Linked DNA regions of Gossypium hirsutum: all the other regions are linked to region 1. A link is a contact called in public Hi-C data. All regions are on one chromosome and are shown on one strand. Each heading gives the region's core, a stretch centred on a gene start, on an enhancer-like site or on the middle of the called end of the contact. The rest is flanking DNA. Distances are from core to core; before and after follow the strand shown. Region 1 holds the start of LOC107898996 (protein CROWDED NUCLEI 4). Region 2 holds the start of LOC107906007 (EPIDERMAL PATTERNING FACTOR-like protein 2). Region 3 holds the start of LOC107899019 (probable xyloglucan endotransglucosylase/hydrolase protein 6).

Region 1 (3,271 bases), core at 409-2,908:
GAAAGAAGCACAAAATGAAGGAAGATTTACAATATGAACTTATGAAAAACAAGATAATGCATATATCATCTTGTGCTAAAGCAAGAATGCCATTATTCCTCACTCTGATCCTTTGTACAAACAAAGCATTCATAAGTCTCATTCATGCATAAAGTTAGGTAAAGATCGCAGCTTAGTAATATGAAATCCATAGGAACTAACAAGTGCAAAAACTCAGAAGTTAAAAAAGCAATCAATCCCTAAATAATGACACAGAAAACAGGAAATGCTGTCTAAAAACAACAGTCACTAAAAAACAAACAATAAATGCTCCTAAAAGCTCTTATAATCCCGCAAAATTAACAGCTCAATGTGCCATTTGCACGCCCACGACGTCAACCACACCTAAAGGGCATTGCAAGGTGATGCAACACCTCAATCAAATAATGCAATTGGAACATTAGGTAAAAATCAAGTTTGTTCCATTCAAAGCTTCAACAAGGAAACACAACTAGGCAACCGGAAGGACATTTAAGTGAAGTACGGAACTTTAACCAAAAGGTTTATTCAAGAAACAAGACTTAAGTTGATGGCTTGGCATTAAAATTTGACTTGAGAAAAGAATAAGAGAAAACAAGATCACAAGGACACAGAGGAATATGTGGTTCTACTATGGTAGCCTACATCTAGTGAAAAGACGAAAGGATTAAATTGTCGATATTATGAACATATTGTTTTAGTTTATACAAGAATGCCCTATTTATATAGAAGGTTATCACCAATTTAGAAAAGAACCAAGTAAGAATATTGTATCGTAATATCTAAAAAATGGCGTCGTAATTTTATCATAATCCCTAATATAACTAAGTACATTTATTAGATTAACAATATGTCAAAAATATTAAAACAAATTCTATTTGCAACAGGCTAGCATCTTTCAAGTACCAAAACCCTTACTGTTTTATGTTGAAATCTGTTAGAGATCACTTTCATTACTTAACCTTTTTATTAATATATATCTGATTTTCTTTTCGTCTTAAAATTTAAAACTGAAACGCAATATAAAGAAAGAAAATCCATATTTTATTGCGACCTTCGCAATTCACAATTTAAAATTTCAATAATATACTACTACTCTCTTTGACCAATTGCACCCGTGACCAAACAAGTCTTTAAAGAAAAACAAACGGAAAAGAAGAGCCATGAAAATTTTTGAGAAAAGCAGTTAAAAGATTAGAAGCAAACCTCAGCTTCAAGCTTTGCAATATAAGCAATAAGCGTAGCTTTATCTCTCTTCTTGACCGATTCCTCATCGAATCCAGCTTCCTTGAGTCGTTTCCAAATGGTTTCGTCACTAAGAGGACTCTTCACAACCCTAGACCCCGGCATTATAGACAACGCCCTACCGCTTCCCGGCGTGATCGGACTCGCCATCTTCTAAACCAGATCACGGCACCAAAACCCTAGAGTTCCGTACGCCTGTAGCTATTCTGAATATGATTCTTCACTTTTCTTTCTTTTTCGCTGTAAAGAGGGAAAGGGAGAGAATCAAAGTACTGAGTCACCGGCTCACCACTGAGTGAGGTTTTGTTTTTTTGAGAGTTGAAATCGCCAAGAAAAAGAACTTACTATTGGGATGATCCAAAAGCGATGTCGTATCGGGAAATTTAGGCTGCCAGTTTATGAGGGAAAAAATGAGAAAGGAAACAAAAATTGAAATTTTAAACAAAGATTAGACAGAAAAGTAAAGAGTAAGAATTGACAGTCAGCGTCCAACGTCAGCTAATTTGAAATTTAAAAAAACATAATTAACGGCTGGTTTTCATTGGAGTTTGTGGGCTAAATCCAGATCATTTACACGTTTGGATACTTGATTTTGCACCCAAATCTATCCTCTCCTTTTTCCTCCCAAAATAGCTACCAAGAAAATTATGGAAAAGAATTTCAAACATAATCACCCTTTTTCTCTTCAACGTTATAAAAAAATTTATTTTAGCCCTCCAATTAAATTTTCATCTCTTTTAGTTTTTGAATCTATATTTTTTTATCAAATCACTCCAAAATAAATGAAAAAAATTAATATTTGATAACTTTACTGATGTAGTATACACATAGATGACACATCAACATTTAATTAATATTTTAAATTTTAAATAATTTTATAAATTTTAAATAATTTTACTAATTATAATTTTTAAATAATTTTACTAATTTATAATTTTAAAAAAATCAATATTTTTTTATAAATTTTAAATAATTTTACTAATTTATAATTTTTAAAAATAGTTTCTATAATTTTTTTAAATTTTTTAAATTTTTAAAAATTAATTAAATATTGACTTGTCGTCCACTTTTACATGAAAATTCATTTATTAACTTTTCTATTCATTCTAAGATGATTTGACAAAAATGTAAGTTTAAGAGAAAAAAAGGTGAAAAATTAAATAGATGGCTAAAATGATTTTTTTTTATAAAGTTGGAGGGCCAAAAAAGTTATTATATCTTTCAATTTTTTCCTCACTTATGGTTTTGATGATTTCCGAAAAGGTTAAATCATTATTTGTGGCTTAAAATAGGTAAGTACTCTTATATTAGGATTATTATTTTTCACATTGAGGCATGAACTAGACATGTGTTCCACATTGGGACTTAAAATTTAGAGTTTTCAATGAAATATAAAAATTAACTTGGACAAAAAAATTCAAGTGTCAATAGTTACTAAATTTAGGGACTCAGTTGGACAAAAAACAATTCAAGTTTTAATATGAGAATAATTATTAAATTTAAAGGCTAATTTAACAAAAAAAAATATTAAAGCTGTAGTGTGACAACAATGTATTAACTTTTTTAAATTAATGCAAAATTTAATTTAAAACTCCTTTTAAAAAATCAATTAATGTGCCTACTGAATCTTGGAAATCCGTTGACATAATTGCTAAGACCTACGGACGAATTTTTTCTATTTTTGCTTGAAATAGCTAATTATTTAAAGCCAGTTATACTACTTAAAGCTAGGTCTTAACCTAATAATTTAGTGTAGAAAACGAAGGCATATGTGGCAACATAAGATGTTGCCAAGATTTTCACCTCGTGCTTGGCTTTAACCAGCCACTTGAGGAGCTGAAACTTCTTACGTCATTTGGAAAAATTAAGAACGAAAATAGAAAGAAGTAACGGACGAAAAACGAGTAGAGAAAGTGAGTGGAAGGTTTAACCATTCGGCAAGGCTTGAAGGAGGATAAAGTTTTAAAGCCATGTGATTTCATCTTTTACCAACCATGTATTAAGAGGA
Region 2 (3,271 bases), core at 547-3,046, 730 kb after region 1:
TTTATTCTAAATTTGTCGGCTATATTTTTATAAGAAATTTACCTTGAATTATTTTTTTCAGTATAGTAAAAAGTTACATGTGAAATATTATTATTGTGAAAAATGAAAATTTATAAGCTATGCAACATAGATTTTTTTTTTTTTGGTAACCATATATTGCTATAGTTTATATATATATATATGATTTGGTGTGATTTTTTTGGTTAGAGCTTTAGTGTTTAGACTATTAGCCCATTTTTATATGGGCTGCAATGGATCTAAACATGTTTCATGAACAAAGCCCTATCCAGTTCTTATTTAAGCTTTAATCAATTTTCTTATGGGCTGAAGTCATTTAAACAGAATAATATTTTCTTCTTTTATCCCAGAAAAAGCAGAATGCTAATTGTTTAATGGATTTTTACTTATTATTTATTTTCATCTTAATATAATATTTGATATTTAAACTTAACACTTTTTTTCTAGTTTGGTATTTTAATTTTTTTCTTAATTTAATACTTGAACTTAACACTTTTTTCTTTCTAATTTGTATCCCAAAACATTAGAGTTAGCGATGTTAGTTTTTTTTATAAGGGGATAAAATTAGCTAATGGATGACAAATATGTGTCAAATGATATGAAATTTAATGGCAGAAATGGTTATATTTATTTGGAGTTTCATTTGTTTTGCTAAACAAGATGCTTAAATTTTTATTTTTTATTGACATTGAGATTACTTTGATTCTTAATGGAGGGAATTAATTAAGAGGATCCCTTTGCTTAAAGTATGATGTGGTCTTCACAAAGCCCTCAATTCCAAACAAAAAAAAATATTGTTAGTATCATAGAAAATTCGTGTTAAAAAATTGTACTTTGAACTATATTTAACAAATGAATATTGATGAAGAAAACAACATTCTTAAAAACCCAAAATAAAAAAAATTTTAATTATGTCAAAATAAAAAATTAAAATTAATTAAACTAAAAGTAATTAAACATTTGAAATATATAAAAGAAATTCTTTATCATCCATTACCACATGTTTGTCATATATTGATTATTTTTGCTTAACTTATAAAAAATAACATCGTAAGTATATTTGAGTAATTTATATAATGTTTGAAAATTTTAAGTATTTAATTAGATAATAATAATAATAAAACTTAGCAATCAAATTTTAAAATAAAAAGTAATATCAAATTTAGATAATAAATGTTATATATATATATTGATGAAAATACTAAATATTATATTAAACCTTTTAGTGAAAATAACATTAACAGTGAATTTAAAATTTCAGCACTCCACCAATAATGTCAATCAATGTAAGCCAGTACTTATTACTTATAAGTAGTTATAAATTAATGAAGAGTTAGAAACTTATTTTTTTCATAATTACAATTGTGTTATAACATATTATGAAAAATTTATGAAAATGACTATCTAAAATTAACACATAAAAATAAAAACATTAAAGAAAATCTTAATTGTATTATAAAGTTGAGACCTTAAAAATTTAAGCTCTTACATTCGAGTCCTACATATATATAATTCAAATTCTCAAATCAAATCTATTATTGTTGGTCAGTTAATAGTGGAGTTTAGTTCTTAAGCCACAAGATTCACATATATATTATTAATTATCCGAAAAAAATCGATCATAGAAAAGAAAATGAGAAAAATCACATCCTTAGTGTAAGATGTAACTCTTGGGGGAGTGACAAATTCCAAATAACCACAGGAAATGCAAACAGAAATATATATATATACACACATACATAATACACACATACACATATCTAAGGAAAGTGAAAAATGAGAACTCATTTCCCACAGCTGCGTTCTTTGACGTCTGATTTTGGGATGTGGGTAGCGTTTCTGGTGTATGTTTCTTTCGTTGTTTGGGTTCCTTATTGTCCTTTTCATTATTTGCGTTGAATTATCTTTGTTTCTCAAAGGCTTCTGTGTTGTCGCCGCTCTCTGCTGCGACTTGCAAGTTCCTAGTAACTCGGTTTTGTTGGGTTGTTGTAAGGTGAAGGGTGAAGGGTGAAGGGTGAAGGGGGGATCGTAATGGGGCTCGACAAACGAGGTTGAAAAGGGGTTCTTTTCCTTTGATTTCTGCGTAACTTATTTGTCATTCCACGTTCCATCATTTCAACAGAGAGCGAGATGTCGGTTCTATTATGCTGTCAACTGTCATTTCATTCACCCAGACCACTTGCCTTGTTCGATCTTTGCCATTTTGCCTTCCATACTTCCATTATCCAACCCCCCTTTTGAAATGCTTTATATAAGTTAAAAGTCTCTACTCTTCCCCGAGTCCTTTGCCTTCCGTTTCCTTGTCCTTTTCGTCAAAATGAGAATTTTAAGTCACGGTTTCATATCTTGCCGGAGACCATGCTATTTTTCCCTTCTTTTTCTTCTGATTTTAAGCTCAACGCAAGTGAGAGACAAAGTTGAAGGTAATATAAGTTTTAAATAGTTCCGAGTACTTGGTTCAATTTGAAGTAATCTTCGTGTCCCTACTTGTTTTTGCAGGTAGATCAAACCCCAAATCCAATAGCTTCTCCAAGGTGAGCTAGCTAGCAAGCACTCAAATTCTCATAAATGGAACAAAAAACCAATGCTGAGAATGTTTCTTTAACCTTGTTACTTTGGAATAGATGGTAAATGAAGAAAAAACGATATTGAGAGCTCAGATAGGTTCAAGGCCGCCAAGGTGTGAGAGAAGATGCAGTTCATGCGGGCACTGTGAAGCCATTCTAGTGCCCACAAATCCCCAAGCCAAACACGGCAACAAGAATTCTTCAACATTAATCTCAAATGCTGCCTATGCAAGAGGAGATGGCAGCTCCAACTACAAGCCCATTAGTTGGAAATGCAAATGTGGGAACTTCATCTTCAACCCCTGATGGAACTGAATTTTAACTTCTTGAATAGCCATTTTTGAACCATGTAAATCACTGTAAGAGAATCATTAGTAACCCTTTTTTTCCTTTTTGATTTCCATGATCATGTATTCATGTCAGTTAATTAGTCTTGTTCATCATCTCTCACTTCTTTCAGCTATTTTATTTGGACCGTATATTTGTAAGCGTATAGGGTTTATAATCGTTATGACGTCTGAATGTAATCATGCTTATTGTGAAGTTAAAAGGGTTCCCAAAAGATATAGGGGGTCGGAGAGAGGATCTAGAAATTAGGGAAAACAGACTGGAAAAAAGTTTTGCTTAAAAAGTAAACAATGATTTGGCTTTCACAGTTTCACCATGTGCGACAAGTGTTGTTTTTC
Region 3 (3,271 bases), core at 334-2,833, 550 kb after region 1:
GATGCCAGCGATGCACTCCGGTGGGCTAACTGGGTATCTGGATTTGTCGGTGCAGTAATCGTAGATGATGTGGTTTATACGAACCCACCTATACCTTCTAGCTTCCATGACATTAAGGGCTTGATAAGTAGTTCCCTCCCACCAGTTCCCTGTGTTTGAGGCACAGCTTGCTGGGCCTGGCACTGGGCATCCTTCGATGTCGAAGTCCTTGTAGGAAGCTAAGAAAGGAGCTTTGCTCCAATCAATTTTCTCCAGGCCTCCCCTTGTCGCCCAATCATCAGCTTCCCACAGTGTTGAATAGACTCCCATTGGCTGAAACTTAGGGAATGGTATATTTCTAGCTTCATTGTTCTTGTAAACTCGGATTGGCACATCATCAACATAGAAGCTGTAATTCCACCGACAAAAAAAACCCATTAAAAATAAGCATGGCTCAATTTAACTCAATCATTAGATACAGTCCATCGTCCCATTATATGTTAAACTTTACTGATTTGATAGACTGATAGTCTCTCTCTCTCTTTCTGTCATTTTACTACAATACAAGTGTCGGCTCTGTTTGTGATATCTAGAGCTATTGAACTTACACAATATGATGATGATTCCACATAATAGTGTAAGTATGGAAATCTGCAGAAGGATCAAACCAAAGGTTAACCCTTTGTTCCCTATCTCCTTTTCCATGAGCATAGATATTGGTTTGGACAGTATAAGGCTGGCCGCTACGATTTCCCAAGAACTCGAAGTCTAGCTCATCTCTTACCGTATCTGTATCAGAGTTCATCTGCACGCAATCCGAATTACAATGGAACCCAACTTATTAATAAGCTGAAAAAAATTAAGTTATTATTTACGGGCTTTTAGTTTTTGATGAAAATGGACAAGTTTTGAAAGATTATGTAGCATATACATAAAAAGCGGTGACTGTTCCGGCGGAGTCACCAGGTATAAGCTTGATCTTCATGCTGACACGTCCGAACAAATACTTCCTTTTGGAAGCAAATCCACAGCCTTGGAAACAAAAAAACGTAAAACAAATATCATTATGATAATCCAATTAATTTAAGGTTTCTAAAAATAGTTCTACTTAAACAATAAGTGACCCCACGAAATGATTTAACCTGAATTTTGGTCTAGAACAAGTTGGATGGCCTTCCCTCCATCAATTTGCCTAATATGGGAATCAGACCAAGTAATCTGAAAATCATCAAGAAAAGTAGCTGGTTTACCCCAAACACAAAAGGAAATTGCAAGAACACAAGAGAAAAGCAAAACAAAAGCATTCGTTAATGCCATTGTCATCTTTTCTTTAAATAAGGAAAGAAAGATGAGAGAATTTTGATTATTGAGTTTGGTTTAGTGATGAAATGGGAGTTCTAGTGTTTATATAGGTAGGAGGTTAAGGCTAGAGACAAGGTATTGCAATATTACGTATTAAATCTTGAAGGTATTGCAATAAACGTGAAGTATAATAGTGGACAATAATTTAAATCCCCTAAAAATCGATGTAGACGGCTGGTATTCAAATATGGAAGGAGTATTGGCATCAGCAGCTTAGCTTTCCATCCAGCTAATGGCAAGCCGTCGTCAGGCCCTACTACACCATTGTTTTTATTTCGCCTTTCGGGAACCTAATTCTAATGATCATTTTTTTTTCTTTCTTCCCTTTACCATCGCATTTTTAGTTTACTATTATAGTCATTACCGCTAATTGTATTGTCATATGAAAACATAAATCATCAAAATGACAATATACTTACATTTATATTCTTTTTCATTTTTTCATTAATTTAAATTTTAATTAAAAAATAAAAAATATAATTATTATAGAAGGTTTTGTTTAACCAATTTGTATTAGATAAATGAGAAGAGTGTAATGCTTTTTTAAAGAATTTTAAATATTAATTTTGTGAATAAAAAATAATACTGAAAAAGCTTATATCTCATTTAAGTGTTGAATTAAACTCGTCTTTAAATTTAATCAGAATCCAACTATTAAAAAAAAAAGAATGGTCAACTTGGTTTAGACTTAAAAGTTATAGCCAATTTCATCCAATCATCCTTATCTAAAAGTATCTGTGGACAGCCGAGAGATGGTGATTGATGTGGATCCCTCCGGTTGGGCGGATTCCTCCTGTTCATGCCCCACCACCACTTTTTAGAGGGTCTCATCTTACATACTGTGCAGAGATGAAAGATTATATTATATTGTATGTATTTTTTACAATAATCATGTGAACATAAAAAAAAAAAAACCAACAACAGCAAAAATAATTAAACATGTTAGAATCTTAAATACGAATGAAATATAATATTTATTGTGTTTAATGATCTTATTATATTTTTGCAATGATAAGTTTGAAAATTTAAAAATTTAAAAATCTAAAATTTAAGTCTCACTTATATAAATTAATTAATTTAGTATTTATAAATGTTGTAACGTGTCATATTTTCAGTTTTGCAAATGCAACAAGATTATGATATGTGAAATGAAATAAAAACTCCAAAACGTGGCAAATTGAATACTAGGAACACTAGATTGATCTGGAATTGTGATTAAATGTAGTGAGATGGTGGCATAGGTTATATGTTTATGAACAGAAAAAGAATAAAGTTAGTGTACATGGAATTGAGGGACCAAATTAAGCTTTTAAGAATAAATGAAGAAAAGAATTATAGTGAGGAAACTGAAAACTAAGAGACAAAAGATATTCTTTCACTCAGTATGATAATTGAAAAAGAAGAATCCTGGGATTCACCAAACATTGGGAGCCACGTGTATCAGCTCAGCTAAACATATTTGTGTTACTTGATTTTGCAAGAACGCGTGGATGACTTTAATTGGATGAAGGTCCCACGAATGGTGACTGTGGCTAGTAAATAGTGGGGACTTCTTTTGACGTGCAGGCTCAAATATAGCCGAACCTTCACGTGTTAAAACAAGATTGGTCCTTTTGTTATCCATAGGCACCTTCGAATTTGGATAATAAAATAAATATTAAAATATATATAAATATCGTAGTTAAAATTAATAAGTTGTAGGGAAATTTTTTATTAATAGAGAGAAAAAGAAATGAAACTTATATCAATTAAGTGTTAGGTAATAAATTTAACTATTGCTCTAAATAAATCTTAACTCGTATTTATGGTTTTTTTTTTTAATAATGAAACAACTTCCTTATCCATAGATAAGAAAATAGGACAAAATTAAGTTACTACTATATTTTATTTTATTAATTGTAATGTATAAGATGTGGTAGAGATATTTTGG

Evidence for each region. Hi-C and Micro-C count contacts between places; a contact is called where the count stands out from the background.
Region 2: a Hi-C map of leaf shows a contact between it and region 1, with 3 times the contacts expected there. The contact joins the promoter of LOC107906007 here to the promoter of LOC107898996 in region 1. A contact is called at or near these places in 6 of 34 Hi-C or Micro-C datasets (callus and leaf).
Region 3: a contact with region 1 is called in a Hi-C map of leaf, with 2.9 times the contacts expected there. The contact joins the promoter of LOC107899019 here to the promoter of LOC107898996 in region 1. A contact is called at or near these places in 8 of 34 Hi-C or Micro-C datasets (callus and leaf).

What each region holds. Positions count from the first base shown.
Region 1 is chrA11:60,626,689-60,629,959 of Gossypium_hirsutum_v2.1, reverse strand. LOC107898996 (protein CROWDED NUCLEI 4) reads right to left here and starts at 1,658. Exons shown (of 9, transcript XM_016824593.2): 1 at 1,225-1,658. The coding sequence starts at 1,413.
Region 2 is chrA11:59,895,662-59,898,932 of Gossypium_hirsutum_v2.1, reverse strand. LOC107906007 (EPIDERMAL PATTERNING FACTOR-like protein 2) reads left to right here and starts at 1,796. Exons shown (of 3, transcript XM_016832837.2): 1 at 1,796-2,441; 2 at 2,518-2,552; 3 at 2,643-3,035. The coding sequence starts at 2,336. The coding sequence ends at 2,891.
Region 3 is chrA11:60,080,137-60,083,407 of Gossypium_hirsutum_v2.1, reverse strand. LOC107899019 (probable xyloglucan endotransglucosylase/hydrolase protein 6) reads right to left here and starts at 1,583. Exons shown (of 4, transcript XM_016824616.2): 1 at 1,122-1,583; 2 at 911-1,011; 3 at 588-784; 4 at 1-388. The coding sequence starts at 1,302.